Linked DNA regions of Zea mays: region 1 is linked to region 2. The links are chromatin contacts, called in public Hi-C maps. All regions are on one chromosome and are shown on one strand. Each heading gives the region's core, a stretch centred on a gene start, on an enhancer-like site or on the middle of the called end of the contact. The rest is flanking DNA. Distances are from core to core; before and after follow the strand shown.

Region 1 (5,010 bases), core at 1,012-3,511, 87 kb before region 2:
GTTTAAGGACTTGGCTCAAGTTAAACAGGAGTAGATCATCTCTCAAGCAAGTGATAAGTTGGTTTGAAGTCTTAGAGTGCTAAAGGCAAGACTTAGAACCGAGAGAAACTATGATTTTGGAGGTAGGTTAAGTGGAAGAATTAATTGATGAACTGGATTGACCTTAAAAAAAACCTTAAGTGAGATTTGGAAACCATGGTTGGAATTGTGGATAAACAAAACAACTCCTAAACCAGGGACACTTTGGACATGAGCTTCATATACTAGAGTTGGATTCGAGATTAAGGAGTCACTCATCTTTTAGGAGTATGGATTGAGTTGGTAAATCACTAGACGAGAAGGAGTCACATTTGAAACTCTAAACTAGCCCAAAAGTGGAATTCAAAATTCAGTAAGGACTGGTTAAAAGTTCATATACCAAAGTTGTAGACCTTGGAAAAGTGAATAACTGTCTTATTTGGAGATTCCCAAGTTGTGTGGAAGATTTTGGAGTTAATTATAAAATTTAGTTTTGGGTTCATTTTGGAATTGCTGAAAATAATATAAACTAGTCAACTTTGGACCCTTCTAACTTCTGATCTAGAACCATTTTGAAGATGGTCATTGTAACAAAGTTATTGAGCTACATGAGGAGTATAAGTTATTTTAAGTCGCCTAGCTCTAAATCTATATGGAACTTGGAGAAAAACTAATCCAAAGTAGAGCTGTCAGGGTTTTTGGAATTCAGACTTGGTTTAATTCAGCATTTGAATTTCTGCGTTTGGAGCCAACTTTGGGCTGTTGGAGTTTGGAATCCAAGAGGTTTTGGTTATCGGTCACTATACCAAACTTGTAGAGGAACTATAGGAGTATAAATCTTATTAAGAAACTTGCCCCTAGAAACATTTGGAACCCAAGAAAAAGAGTGGTTCAATGTGGTGCTGCTGTGTTGCTGAATTTTTAGATTGGAAACAGTAACTGAATTTTAGTGTTGATAGCAGTTTTGGAGCTGGTTTGTGGCTGTTCTATAATGTTTTGGGCTGTAGTGTTTATAGAAAAGTTGAAGTATATATGATGTTGAACAAGTTTTATTAAGTGACTTTGGATTGTTCCCACATAAAAAATAGAGAAAAATGCCCCCAAAGATCAGCTGCTAGGCATTTCTGTAACTGAATTTGGTTCAGTGGCTGAAACCTGAAATTAGTGAATAGTGCCTAGTTTGGAGTGCTTTTGTAATTAATCCATGTGGTTTTGGACTAAGGGTTCTGTGGAAAAGTTGGAGTCCACAGTACCGAGAACAAGTTTTATTAAGTAAGATATCCTTGGTGCTGCACAAAAGGTGGAGTAAAGTGTGCTCAAAGTTGGTTTATCAGGTGTTGGGATTCAGACGGTATAAAACCTATGTCTGAATATGTGTGTTTTTACCCAACTTTGAGGCCTTGTGGTAATAAATACGAAGAGATTTGGGTTAAGAGTCTGCAGAAAAATGATATACCAGATGCAGATGAACAAGTTTTGTGCAAAGAGTGGGCTTGCTACTATATGGAATTTAGAGAATAGCCTGCTGCAAAATCCTCTGTCAGACATATTGTGGGCTGTTTCAGTGCACTGAAAATCTATTTCAGGGTTGTGTTTAACTAACTTTGGAGCTCTATGGTAATTAGACCAAGGAGATTTGAGTTAGGAATTCTGTAGCAAACAGAAAGGCCATATATAGGAGAAAAAATTCCCTTAAGTGATTGGTCTGGTGCTACAAAAAAAATTTGGAGTAAAAGCCCCAAGAAGTGGCACTGTGTGAACTCTAAACTGAATTCAGAGGACTGAAACCAAGTTCAGTGAATTGTGGCTGATTCTTGGACACTATAACTTGTGATACATGCAGATTGGGTCCTAGATTCTTGTAACAAACTTGAGGAACCTTAGTTAGTGAACACGTTTGGTTATGAAGGATTGGTCTGTTGCTATATAAAATTGTGAGAAAAAAGGGCTTCAACAGAGAGGCCTGCAACTGCAAGGAATTAGTGATGTGCTGGTCCAGTCCACTGTTGGTTTGGTTTAGTGTTTTTCCTAGGATTTTGGAGCTGTTTTGTGTCTGATCGAAGGGGTATAAGACTAAAGTCTCTGTGGAAAATTGTTAGAGGGTTAATGGGTGAATAAGGTTCATTTAAATTGATCCCCCTGTTGTTGCTTGGAACTAAGAGATTGCAGGGGGTGAAGTGGAGGGCTTAGTAGAGTTGTGGCTGTTTATTGTGCTCCAAAAATATCTGCAGTAAAAGATCTTCCTCCACCACCGCTCCAGGTGTTTCCAGGGATGATGTGGATAAGTGAAGGCTGGGATGGGGCTGGGTTGTGAGACTTGGTTCACTGGATAAGGATGGTATTGGACCTGTTGCTGAACTGATCACTGCCGACATCACCCCCCTTACTGTCCTTTTGTGCACCACTTTGAATGAGGTTCATCACCCCTGTGCTAGCTGCTACGTGCTGTCCATGCACTACTGCTGAGTGTCCATGTTTGTGGAACTGCTGGCACCATAGGGGTCCAGGGTCCTTCATCATGTGTCGATGAGCTCCACTGCATCTGCCATATATTCATCGCTTTGGACTTGATTCAGTGAAGTTCTTCCCCTTTGCCCTCAAGCTCTAGCCAAAGCTACTGCGTGTATGTTGTAAAACCTATGTCCATGATGGTGGTAGCTATTCTCCTTAGCCATCAGTTCGGATTTCCCATGTTCATCACAGCCAACATCCCAGTCTGGTGACCACGCTCACCCAACTGTCCACCTCACCGTGGTCAAGGATTTCCGAAGGTTTTCTCAGTCATGTGGCTTTTGTTCCGTGCTCATCTAAGGTCAGTGGTGCTCGCCAAGTTAGGTTTCCTAACTCTACTGCTTTGTATTTCCTTGAACGTGGTCGTGCCGCCGTGGTCTGGCGCCGCGGTCGGTCCTACCGTCGACCCGTCAACCAGCGTTGTCCCCGGTCAAACTCACACGAGCAAAAGGATCTAGGTGAGATGGTGATGCTCTCCGCGTGTTTGGCTAGAGATCTATCGCGGGGTTACCTCGGGATTGGCCTCGGCCAGCCAGATGTATCGCTGGCATCGTTGCCGATGGAGACTAGTGTTCGGTTCGGGCATTGAAGCCATGGAGCTTGTTCGCGTTAGATAGTGACGTGTTTCGGTAGTGGTTAGAGCACGTCAGAATGCAACGCCGCCGCGGCCATGGTCGCCGGAGTAGGGCGGCTGGATCGTGGCTGAGATGTTGCAAATAAAACGGAGTCGAGGGGCCTAAGGGCGTGTTTGTTTACCCCCATGGATTATATAATCTGGATTATTTTTGGAAGATTATATAATCTGGATTATATAATCTGAATTATATAATCTGAATAGTCCTGTTTGTTTACTCAGATTATTTTGAGTTGTTAATAGGATTCTCTGATCCAATAGACGCAAAAATGATTCGGTGGATTATAATGGCAATGGTGGGTAATTTCTAGGAAACTTGAAAGGGTAGTGGGGAAGTGGGAAAAAAATAATCTGAAATAAGCACCTCCTCACTTGCTTATGGATTATCATAATCTAAGGGGTTAGATTATATAATCTCGGCAAATAAGCTGGACTGTTTGTTTGCCTCTTAGGATTATTTAATCCAGATTATATAATCTGGGGGTAAACAAACAGGCTCTAAGTCAAATGATCAGTGACCTAGAGGAACAGTGGCTCGGACCCGACTCTGTTTGTTGTGCGCGGCAGGGTTTTCTGTGCAAATTTGCCAGCGCGGGCGTGGGCTCCCAGCTGTGGGCCGATTCTGCCGATGTTGGGCTAGTTCTGGCCCAGAATTATTCACAGTTTTGTGTTTTTCTTTTACTAGAGAACTTGGGGATTGTGTCGCAAAATTGTAGAGAAATCCAAAAATTATGGGACAAATTTTGTTAGCTGTCTAAAATCAAGATCTCTCTGGTAAAAATAGATTTAGAATTTTTAAAGCAGTTAGAAAATTTTAAGTGAATTAAGGGTGCTCTTGGAAGGACTGTTTGAATTTTAGAACTAAGAATATAGCACCAAAAATTGAGAAAATTCTTGGAGAAACTAGTTATCAGAAGTTAAAACCTTGGGCGAAATTTAAAATTGTTTGGATACGATTTTGTCAGCAGACTAATTATTGCCTAAAAAAAGGGTTTCGCCTATGAAATGAGAACACCTAGTAGTTTAGTGAGGAGATGCAGTTGCTTAAGAAGTTTTAAGCTATTGGATGAGATCTAAGATGGATTAGTTCTCTGGTTTGCCTAAGTGAATCCGATTTGACCACTTTTAGCAAGTGTTGGTGGTGTAGAACCATGTGTATACTTGTCATGTATTTTAGTTTGTGGTGTTTATGTTCCCCACCTCTCCAGTTTGCATTACATTTCATTACATAAGCATTCATGTATTTGTAATTGACTTGTAGAACACCTAGACGAGGTGGTATTTGAAGAAGTCTACTCCAGTGCCTGCTCCTCAAGTGGATGGAGCCATCTAACTAGGTATTGGATAGAGGGATCTGGAACCTCTTCACTGCAACAAAGACAAGCCCCGATGCATTTACCCATTCCTTTTATTTTTAAAAAGACTTTTGTACACTTAAGTCTAGTGAAATGTGCATTAAGTTTATAGGAATTGCTTGGAAACTATTTGATGCATTGACTACCTTGATATCCATGCCTTTATAGATACTTCTGATGAAGTATCAAAATATGATTTACAAAGATGCTTATCCCTGCTTAGATCTTGTGGATAGAGGTTGTCTTTTGCAATAATGCCTAGCTCAAGGGTTATCCTGAGGAAGGATGACTTCTACCTGCAAGAATATTTTCATTGGAAGCATGGTGGGATCTTACTGCAAAGTTCCCTATAATGCTCTTTTCATCCTTAGGAACACAAAACAATCCTAAGGGTGGAAGTACTTAACTCGAAACTTGGGCTAGGAACAGGTGATGCTCCACCCAGATTAATTAAGGATTGGATGCGTATGTAGGCCTGTATGATCAAGGACT
Region 2 (5,064 bases), core at 191-2,690:
GACCGTATTCCTTTTTTTTCCTTTGGCGTTGGGCGCAGGAGCATGCAGCAGGCACCGCGGTACTGGTGTGCACATGGCCTACTGCAGAGAAGGTGACAGGGTTCACGTGACAAGATATTAAAATAAACACCGGCCGGCTCTGGCCGTGGACCTCCACTGCATTTCCACTGTGTCAAATTCCCAAACTGACCCACTAATAACTGTGCCAAATTATAAAGACTCAATTGCTTCGGGTTAATTAGTTTAAGCCTAATTGAGGTTCGGCTCATGTCTAACGTAGAGAAGATCAGCAAGTACAATGAGGGGATTAGCAAATCACGACCAAATTCAATTCCTGAAACCCTAGTTCGACAAACCAGTTCTCCCCACACACACACAAAAAAAAAAACAGGAACCCCCAGTTCACGAAAACCCCAAACACCACCCTTATTAAAATAAACACCGGCCGGCTCTGGCCGTGGACCTCCACTGCATTTCCACTGTGCCAAATTCCCAAACTGACCCACCAACTGTGACAAATTATAAAGACTCAATTGCTTAGGGTTAATTAGTTTAAGGTCCCGTTTGTTTCCTTTCATTTTTAGAAATTAAAATCTTATTAATGAAATAGACTATTTTCTTTTAGACGTGGCATGCACCATTTTTCTAAAGTTATCATATAAGACTATCTCAAATTCATATGGTGAAAGACGGAAATTGATTTTATAAGTTTACATGATATTTTTTCGATTACAACTTATAATACACTCTTTTATTTGCTTCGCTATAACATATATGTAGTATATAATTATCTCTCTCATATTATTTAAGATAATATATAAATATATTATATGTATAAATATATGCATTTAATTAATTTTATCTAAATTATAATTATTAAAATGCAATTCCAACAAATTAAACGGGCCGTAAGCCTAATTGAGATTCGGCTCATGTCTAACGTAGAGAATAACAGCAAGTACAATGAGGGGATTAGCAAATCACGACCAAATTCAATTCCTGAAACCATAGTTTGACAAACCAGTTCTTCCCCCCAAAAAAATAATAATAAATTCAGGAACCCCCAGTTCACGAAAACACCAAACACCACCCTTTATCAGGAATCCTAATCTTCAAAGACTCGTGAGGGGTGGATTTGATACGTACCTGATAGGGCTTGGCGCTGACCACTATAGGCACTACAGTACGGGGCGCCATTGCCGGACGTGTGCCCTTAACCGGTTGCATTGGCTGCCATTAGCTCACCCGCTGTGTTTGCGCCCGCCGCAAGACTCACCCGCCTGAGGGAGGGCAACAAGATCGCCACTAGCCTCGCCAGCAACCAAGCCATAGATAGACGCCGAGGAGGTCGCCATCTCGCGCGGGTGCGTCGTCGTGTTCACGGTAGCCGTCGTGAGACCATTGAACGGGGCCGCCGCGATTGACTCTTCTCCAGCGGATGGCAAGAGATGCGGAGGAACAAGAGGACAAGTAAAGTTAAGGTTAGGGTTAAATGAACTGGGCCAAAACGAGCATGATCTTTAGTTCTCTTAGCCCATCAGAAAACAATGTTCAATTTTTATGGGCCAAATTGAACATTTGGGCTGAACTATATACGCGTGTCTATTTCCAGAATTGCCCAGCCTGCTAGAAAATGGAAAGAAGTCATCTTTTTTTTGGAACAGAGTTTGCTCTTTATTACTTCAGAAGAGCAGGTTCATTTACATAACAAGCCCTAAGGTTTCATGTGATCGTCAGGTCCAATTCAAACCAATGAGAGCAAGTAGAATTTTTAGAGCTAACGGAAAATATAACAAGAAGCTTCAAAAAATAGCTCTCGAAAGATAATAAAATATCCAAATTATTCTAATTATTGTCTAGATACACTAACAGAACAATGGTGTAGTGGTTGCGATGAGGTGTCCGTTTGGAGTCTTATCAATAGAGCAGTAGTGTAGTGATTATGAGGATTCGTTCTTTTAGAGCGTTAGATCATTAACGTAAAAATCTCCATCTCAATCAACTTACCTTTCGGAAGATCGGACCTAATCCTTCCATCAAGTAATATGTCCACCCCATTCCTAGATTAAAATACATGCTTGATGAGTTAAGTGGTTATCTTAGGCCCTCCATTTAGGAAAGCTCCACTCCATGATTCTTCAACTTTGTTCCTTGATTCTCCGATGGAGTGATTCTAGTGGACTCCTAGGTGGGAGCAGGGTTGGGAGTTGATGATAATTGATTCTCTCTTGCTCCCCAACATAATATAACAGAGAGCTGGGTGAAGCTGTTTTTAGCTTCGGGTTCCCTGTTTAAATGGAGAAGTGATTCTTGCCTGCTCCCCACCTGAATTAGTTGTTATTTTGACCATTTGGCAGTGCACCTTGAATTCACTCCACGAAATTTGGGAGCGGAGCGCTTCCAAATGACCCCTTATTTTCTCAAAAACTTACTTGCATAGTGGTTACCACTAGATTCATATGACTTTATGAGATGAACATGAAATTGCCTTTAAAACTAAGTTCGTCATTTTATGAGTGGTTAATAATGTCTCTTAGGTTAACTGATGCACCTAGCACTTTCATAAATTGATGAACAAGATTTTATGTCCATCCATTCGTAATTTTTTAAAGTTTATTTTGATGATATACTCATTTATAGCAAGTCAGTGGATGCATCTTTGAGCATTAATGTCTTGTGTGATGCACCTTTGTTCGGTAACCTTGAGAAGTGCACCTTTTGAACCGATCGAGTGTCTTTTCTTGGTTATGTTGTTACATCTTAGGGCATTGAGGTATCTTAGGGCATTGAGGTGGATGAGGCAAAGATTGGTACCATTATAAGCTGGCTACTTTAGATTTTAGTCATGCAGGTTAATACATAACAGTAATAAAGGAAAATCCCATCGGTTAGGTACCGACGGGAATAAGCCAGCTCATAAGGCTTATTCCCGTCGGTTCCCGGCCAACGAGAATTATTGGTCAGGAATTAACTAATTCTAGCCGACGAGAATTAATTAGCTCTCGTTGGCCTTTGGTAGCCAATGACAGTTATTGCCAGACATCATAATGCTCACCGGCTCCCACTCTAGTTGACGGGAGTTATAACCCCCATCGGTTTCGCCCTCGGCCAACAACAATTAACGGGTAATTTCCATCGGCTTAGCTAGCCAATAGGAATTACCCCGCAACTAGTAACTCCCATCGGCTTGACCATAACCCACGGGAGTTAACATGTGCTGCTGCTGCAAACCAGCAGCCCATTTTGCTAATTCTCACCCCATTCACAAAAAATAAGCACATAATATATATATCCATTCACATACATCACAAACACCATTCATAATTCACAAACACCTTTCATAATTCACATACATCACATCATCAATTAGTTCACATGACCAAATCTCCAAACAAAAAACATAGAGCACATATCAATTTTATCATTCATAACCAAAGATGAGACGGGGCACAATACTTCCTCAACCCCATGCAAAACATGGTCACGACAGCTACGATGCTTCGATCGATCCCTCAGCTAGACGAACCATAGGTAAGGGCGATGTATCGAAAACTACACAATATAGTGGAGAAAGTTGGGGTACAATAGGCCAAGATTGATCGATAAACAACTATAGCCCACGCACGACCTCGTCCTGGAGCAGGGGGCACAACCCTCCCAATCCACGAGGACACACGTTCCCCTGCAAGACCGCCTCAGGGATATCCACGACGCCCCGATACATCATCAACAACAAACGCCGAGAGCAAGAAAAGGTTGAGTAACCACGCGAAAAGAGGCGCGTGTGTAGCCCCAGCCCACCCAAGTCAGGGCCACGAGCCTTCAAACGTGCAATCAGGAAGGCGTAGTTCCCTGCGAAAGTGAGAGCACCAACAAACTTCTCCAAGTACAACAGGTCCTCAAATCCTAGCGTCTGGTTGGAGGATTACCGCCTTGCTTTCCGCATGGCGGGAATCAAAAAATACCATCTCATTATCTAGTTCCTCCCCATTCACCTCGCTAAGGGGGTGAGGGGCTGGCTTGAGCACTAGCCAAGCGCCACCATCCATGACTGGGCCGACCTCAGGAAGGCCTTCATCGGAAACTTCTAGGACAACTATAAATGCCCTGGGAGAACCTAGGACCTCAAGAGGTGTACCCAAAAGAGTGGGGAGAGTCTCCGGGGTTACGTCTAGAGGTTCTCCCAGAAAAACAACAAAAGACCCGACGCTACTGACGCCGACGTGGTAAGTGCCTTCACTTATGGCACCACTAATGAGGCTCTCGTCCATGAACTCGGGCAGGGGTCATCGAAGACAATCGTCGATCTCCTCAACATTGCGACCAAGTTCGTAGACGGGGAGTATGCAGTAGGGGCAATCTTCTGCAAGGGGAAAAGCTCATGCGACACCAGCGAGCAAAGCAGCGAGAAGGAGCGTCAAGAACACCCTCACAAGCGCAGGAGGAATCATCGTCCCCGACACGACGAGGGAGAAGTTGCCACACTAGAAAAAATGGTGCAGACCATTTTTAGAAGCTGATGGACTCGTCGTGCCGAAACCATGGCTTCCCCATCCGCCACAAGCTCTACGAATGCGAGCTCTTGAAGCGCTTCATCTCCAATCTGCCCAGCTGGAATGCGAAGATAGAGGAGCCTGCCAAGTTGGCAGAGGAGGCCCCATTGAGGATTTTCCCAAACCAACGTGATGCCCAATGATCTTCGGTGGGTCCGAAGCATACGACGATAAGCGTCGTCTCAAGGTGGCCCGCCACGAGGTGCATACGACGGAGCTCGCCATCCCAAAGTACCTCTGGTAGTGAGAGTTTCCAATCGTCTTCGACCATCGCAATCACCTAGAGAGGATCTCGCATCCCCGAACCTACCCCCTCATCATCGAGCCAATTGTGGGCTCGAAGCGCCTGCCCAAGGTGCTGATGGATGGGGGAAGTGGCCTCAACATCATGTATGTTGAGACCTTCGATGGCTTGGGGATCACATGGTCCGTGCTGCGTCCTAACTTAGCTTTTTTCCACGACATCATACTGAGCCACCAGGCAGGTGGATCGCCTTGCACATCACGTTCG

Evidence for each region. Hi-C and Micro-C count contacts between places; a contact is called where the count stands out from the background.
Region 1: a contact with region 2 is called in a Hi-C map of leaf, with 3 times the contacts expected there. The contact joins the enhancer-like site here to the promoter of LOC100283369 in region 2. A contact is called at or near these places in 6 of 25 Hi-C or Micro-C datasets (ear, leaf, leaf mesophyll and 2 more).

Annotation. Positions count from the first base shown.
Region 1 is chr4:124,341,347-124,346,356 of Zm-B73-REFERENCE-NAM-5.0, reverse strand. No RefSeq gene overlaps it. Among protein-coding and RNA genes, the nearest start is that of LOC100283369, 86 kb to the right of the region's middle. Within about 2 kb of position 2,261, at least 2 of the 20 cell types and tissues checked have an H3K27ac peak or open chromatin away from gene starts, as enhancers often do. A contact at or near this core is called in leaf and leaf mesophyll, where this site is marked.
Region 2 is chr4:124,253,834-124,258,897 of Zm-B73-REFERENCE-NAM-5.0, reverse strand. It overlaps LOC100283369, which reads right to left and starts at 1,440. Exons shown (of 6, transcript NM_001412491.1): 1 at 1,147-1,440; 2 at 1-81.